Regions from separate parts of the Sus scrofa genome. Here region 1 is linked to region 2. Evidence: chromatin contacts called from public HiChIP or PLAC-seq data. All regions are on one chromosome and are shown on one strand. The core of a region is the stretch at or near the end of the contact, and the rest is flanking DNA. Distances in the headings are between cores, read along the strand shown. Region 1 overlaps LOC102166040 (a long non-coding RNA gene). Region 2 holds the start of MFAP3L (microfibrillar-associated protein 3-like).

The links. HiChIP or PLAC-seq counts read pairs in DNA pulled down with a chosen protein or histone mark.
Region 1: a contact with region 2 is called in an H3K27ac HiChIP or PLAC-seq map of skeletal muscle, with 8 times the contacts expected there. The contact joins the enhancer-like site here to the promoter of MFAP3L in region 2. A contact is called at or near these places in 1 of 5 promoter capture datasets (liver), 12 of 47 Hi-C or Micro-C datasets (alveolar macrophages, epiblast stem cells, heart right ventricle and 5 more) and 1 of 2 datasets of contacts at active chromatin or transcription factors (skeletal muscle).

What each region holds. Positions count from the first base shown.
Region 1 is chr14:19,950,921-19,953,620 of Sscrofa11.1, reverse strand. All of the region lies in intron 2 of LOC102166040 (a long non-coding RNA gene), which reads right to left. The region is part of intron 2 of LOC102165957 (a long non-coding RNA gene); the gene reads left to right. Among named protein-coding and RNA genes, the nearest start is that of MFAP3L, 130 kb to the right of the region's middle. Within about 2 kb of position 1,315, at least 5 of the 83 cell types and tissues checked have an H3K27ac peak or open chromatin away from gene starts, as enhancers often do. A contact at or near this core is called in skeletal muscle, where this site is marked.
Region 2 is chr14:19,823,758-19,826,458 of Sscrofa11.1, reverse strand. MFAP3L (microfibrillar-associated protein 3-like) reads right to left here and starts at 1,323. Exons shown (of 4, transcript XR_002338663.1): 1 at 1,101-1,323.

The DNA of each region.
Region 1 (2,700 bases), core at 66-2,565, 130 kb before region 2:
CTGCCCCCATTAAACAATACCTCTTATTCCCCCTCCCTCAGACCTTGGCAGTCAATAGTCTACTGTCTATAAATGTGGCTCCTCTAGCTACCTCATGTCAGTAGAATTACACAGTATTTGTAAGAGGGTCTCACAGCTCTTCAGTGGTGAGACCAGGATTTGATTCTGAGTGGTTGGATAGTACAGCCAGAGTGCCTTCCTCAAGTGTGAATCATGGAGAATATCAGATTCAGAAAGTGTTGTCCCCGTCCACAAGGCTTATACTTTGCTCGCTGAGAAGAGCATACAAGCAAGTTGGGTTATGCAGAGCAGAGACGAAGGATGCTTAATTGCACCAAGCTGAAGCTGACACCTGGCTGGCGCTCCTCTGGCCACACAGCACAGTGTACTGCCCAGCAGGGACCTGCTCCTGCAGCTTGGGGCCAATCCAGATGCCCTCCTCTGCTTACCTCCCTTGGGGACTACCCTGTGCTGGAGGCAGAGGTGCCCCCACTCAGGGAGAGCTTGACTCACAGCGGAAAGCACCTGTTCTCTGGCCCTGGATGGAAAAAGTTTACAAATCCCCGCTGTAGAGCCTAAAAATGAGCAAATAGCAGAAAGCAACAACATGACAAATGAGTATATGGCAGAACAAGCCATCTGCTGTGACGAATGTCTCTAGTTTACTGCTTGACAGGAAGAATCAAATGCCTTAGTTCTTACAAAGCACAGTGCTTCCACTACATGTTATTGAAATTGTAAATATATATTTTAAGGCTTGGGCAAAAATATATAGGTTTGGGTTGGTTGATGGATGGATGGATTCATTTCTTGCTGTTTCAAGTAGTGAGGTTTTTTGTCAAGTTAAAACCAAAAAACAAAGGGCACTTTAGTGTGCCTTCCTAAAAACAGGTCTAGTTTTGACAACAGTGTCATCTGAGCGCACGATGAAGCAGGACATTGGCCGCAGCAGCTGGAGTTCACCTCTCTTTCGCAGGAGGGGGATGTTTCACGTGTAGACGGCATTGTCCTGGCTCTTTGTAAACAACGCCCTTAATGACCTGAATACCTTGCATTCTTTAGCCTGGTGACTGGTTTTCAAATTTCATGTCACAATTTGCCTGAGTGGAAAAACAGGAAGCGAGGCAGCAACATGACCCAGAGGAAGTGGCCAGGGGGTCTGGAGTTCTAATCTCCGTTGTGCAGCCCCCCAGCCAGAGTAGACTTTACTCTCTCGGCCCTCATTTCCTGGAACCCATGTCTGGAGACACAGCGCCTGAGCGTCGGAGCCTGGCCTCCCACCTTCCCTCTGAAAACCGGTGTGGCCCGGGGACCCTGAGGTCCCCGCTGAGCTAATACCATCAACATCTGTTCTACAAGCCTCCTCCTGGCTGTGAAGCGAGGCATCCTAAGAGGTGGTTGGGGTGAACCGGGAAAGAGGGTCTGTGGTATGTGTGAAAATCCCAGGAGAACCTTCAGTTTGATCTGCAAAGTTCTAAATTCTCCCCCCAAGAAGTGGCCACTTTACTTAAAGGACCAAGCAGAGTCTGGCCTGAGTGTCCCCATCACCCTGGACAGCCAGCCTTTCTTTTTCCCTTTTCTTTCTTTCCTTCTTTCTTACTTTCTTTCTTTCCCTTCCTCCCTCCCTTCCTTTTTTCTTTGTAGGGCCGTACCTGTGCCATATGGAAGTTCCCAGGATCAGGGTCGAATTGGAGCCATGTCTGCAACCTACACCACAGCTCAAAGCAACGCCAGATCCTTAACCCACCGAGGTCAGGGATAGAACCTGCATTCTCACAGTGACAATGTCAGATCCTTAACCTACTGAGCCACACAGGAACTCCCAGGACAGCCTTGCTAATCAAACTTCTACCAGACGTGACCCAGTGCCTCACCTTAGCAGTCTGTTCCACTGAGCATCTGGAAACTTCATTCCCTGGAGTCTCTGATATTCCCCCTTCGGAAGTGCTGTGGCTGCTGTTCTTTACAGCTGTCTAGGCTCTTAGCCTTCCCTCTAAGGTTGTTTCCAGCCCTGTCTTTTAAGGGAAGCTGGTCTCATCTGGCCAGTCCCTGTAGAGTCCTGTGGTTTTGGGTTTCTCTCAGGCAACCTCTTCATAAGGCAGGATGTAGCCTGTTCTCCATGGAGATTATCTGGGAGCAGCTACCTAAGTGTTTTTTAGTTCTTATATATCAAGTAATTTATTGACTCTTTGTTATCTCTTGCTGAGAGAGGTGTATAAAACTTCTCTGAGACTATGGATTTGTCATTTCTCATGGTAATCCTATCAATCTTTGGTTTGAAAAATGTGAACCTATGTCTTAGAGGCACATAGGTCCAGGAAGCTATCTTGGCAAAATTTTCCTTTTTAATCAGTACGTTAATCAATATTTAATTTCTTACTACTTTTTTTTTTCTTTTTATCTGAAAGTCTCTGTTGCTCTGTTGTTTAGCCTTGGCTGGTAAAGCTAGTCTTTCCCCCCTTAGGTTTAATTCACTTTATTTTGCTGGTGTGAAACCATGGCCACAGTGGAGTCTTGAGTGCACCCCAGGGAGAGCTGGTGTGGGTCTTGAAGGACCAGAATATTGTTGATGGGGAAGCTGAGCCTTTCTGGACAGAGTCAGAATGAGACAGCTGAGCTTCATAGGTGGCATCGGGCAGCTTCAGAGCAGTCACCCAGGGGTGCAGCAAATGCCACTAACCAGCAGGAGCTGGCTGGGCA
Region 2 (2,701 bases), core at 74-2,573:
AACAGAAATGGCGGTGGACCTACAAACTGCGTTCTCTATGAAAATAATATGCCCAGTAAAACTATGCTGTTCTTACTCCCTTCTGAAAATAAATTTTCTTCCATCTTGCATTTCCCCCTGACAATTTTACTATGTTCGTATAGTAGCAACTGAAAAAAAGTGTTTCATTTAGAAACAAAAGTGAGAAAACTTTTGCAAAAAACATTGAGCTTCTGCAACTACGTTTCCAAATCTTATTATAAAGCCAAAATAATGCAAAAAAAGATGGCTACAGTAATCCAACTTTTCTGTAACAAGCATACTTAAACACAATGACAATTCAACCATAATACATTATTTTCTACAGTGAGACGATAAGGGACCTGCAAACATTTTTCTTTTTTGCTAGCTTGCTTTATAAATCTTGCAACTTGCAAGCTCAAGTTTTTTGGAGGGGAAGACTGGTTAATGGTCGAGCTTAAAATAAATCAGCTCTGCAATTACTCTGTTTTTTAAGCCGATGAAGCATATTTCCCCATTCCACGCCAGGAAGCAATTCGATGTCAACTTGCTATGGAGTCAAATGCGACAAACTCCAAGAGCTCCAGCGGAGGCGGCGGCTGCCGGCGCCCACAGTTCCCCGCACCCCTGCGGCACTAGGACGCGGCGCCCGCCTGGCTCAGGACGTGCCACCCGCACTCAGGGCCTGCACCCCCCTCCTTGTTCTGGGGACACTGAGAGCCGGTGACCCAGGTGACCTATAGTCGGCGAAGGCCCCGCCGCGGCTTGGCGTTCCCTCTCCCCGGAGACCGGGAGGCTCCTCGGCAGCGTGCGGCGAATACCACGCTCCGAGTCGTAGGAGGGCTATAGCGGCAACCTGGGACACAGTGTCTCCAACCCGCCGCTGCCGGATGCTCCTGCAAGGATCCCGAAGCATCTTGCGACCCAGGAGGAGCCCGCCGCAGGGACCTGGGCGCCTCCCGGCGTGCAGCCCCGGCCGCGGGCTCCTTCAGCCCGAGTGCCCCAAAGTTGCGCGGCCCCGGCGCTGGCGGTGACTCGGCCACCACGCGGTGCGGGGCTCCCCGCCGCCCAAGCCCCCGCCCGCGCCCCGCCAGCCTAACCTGACGTCGCCTCGCCACCCCGGCGACCGCCGCGTGCTCCTCGCCATGGCCAGACCGGGAGCCGCGCCGCGCCGACGCCCGGCAACCTCTCCAGCGGCCGCCTCTGCCCCCGCGCCGGCGTGCGGGCTGCGGGCTGCGGGCTGCGGGCTGCAGAGCCTCGCTGAGCCCAGCCTCCCGGAGCAGAGGAGCAGCCGGGCGGAGCATGCCCAGTGCGCGCAGCGCGGCGCCGCCGGGTCTTCGCTGCAGCGCGGCGGGGCGGGGCGGGCGGCGAGGCCGGGGGCTGTGGACCGGCCCGCCGGGGAGGGGCCAGGGAGAGGGGGGCGGCCCCTCGGTCAGCGCGGCCCGGAGGCCAGACCCGGTGCCCAGCTCCCCAGCGGCGCCTGCCCTGGGCTGTAGTACGGGAGCCTCGGCAGTCTCGGGCGAGAGTTTCGGGAGAGGGTCCCGAGATCCCGCCTTGCGGGGTTCGGAACCCGGCCCTGGCCCGCGACTCGGACCTACCCCGAGCAGGGCCCCGGTGAGGCCGCGGTGCCCCCGCTTTCAGAGCCCCGCCGCGCGCGGAACCGCAGGAGCAGGACGTCCACCGGCGGTTTGCGAGCGGCGGGCTCGGGATTCTAGGCTTCTCCTATTGTGACTATTTGTAGTTTGTAAGTTTTTTTCTAGTGAACACTGTGGTGCTTTTTCATTAAGAGCGGCGATTTTTTCAAGGCGCCTGCAGAAGTTGAGCGGCCCGGCCCCGCAGTGTGAGCGGCCCCTTTCCAGACTGCAGGACTGCGCGTTCCTGGGCCCGGGACCCGCTCCTCCTCCCTCGGCTCCCCGGCCGGCCCCGCCCCGCCCCCGCCCATGCCCCGCCCTCCACTCCTGACCCCGCCCCTCCCCCGGCTGCGGCGAAAATCCGGAGTGGCGGATTGCCCTCTGCTCCGCGGGAGCCGGCTGTGGGCTCCTGCAGGAGCGGTGCCGGGGTGCGGCTGACGCCGCTCCGCGCTCCCTCTTCTCACTCTGTCCTGGGCGAGCCACGCGGGGCAGCGCCGCGACCCCAGCCGCCGGCCCTGCCTCAGAAGCGGGTCAGGACCCGACTGAGCATGCTCGCCCTCCAGCGCAGCGTGGCTCGACCAGGTGGACGCTGCCGGGACCCGGGGTCGGACCGCGCAGGGGAGGCGCAGGTGCGTGGTCCGGCCGCAGGTGCAGGGGACCTGGCTGGAAGGCGGGGGAGGGGCATCTGGCCTGCAGGTGAGTCACAGCCTGATAGGAACTGGAAATCCTATTTCAACGTTAGCTCGTAGAACTTTCAGCTCGTTTCTCTTTCAGGAAACCTAAACCCTTCATACTTTTCTCATACTTAACAAGCAGTCTTTACAATTGCACTAGGACACGAAATTTTTACTTTATTTTTTTCTTGCCAGAGACTAAGGTCTATGTCCTCGCTCCAGGGTCTTTCTGCACTGCCGCATTCCTTTTCCCTCAGGCAGTTCAGTCTCTGAGACTCCGCTTCGCATTCTCCCCAGAACCTCGCTCCACCTCGGATGCGCTTGAGGTGGGCATAGGAATTTGCTTCGAAGCCTGTAACGGAAAAGAAGACGGGAATGGAGGGCTTACAGGGAAGA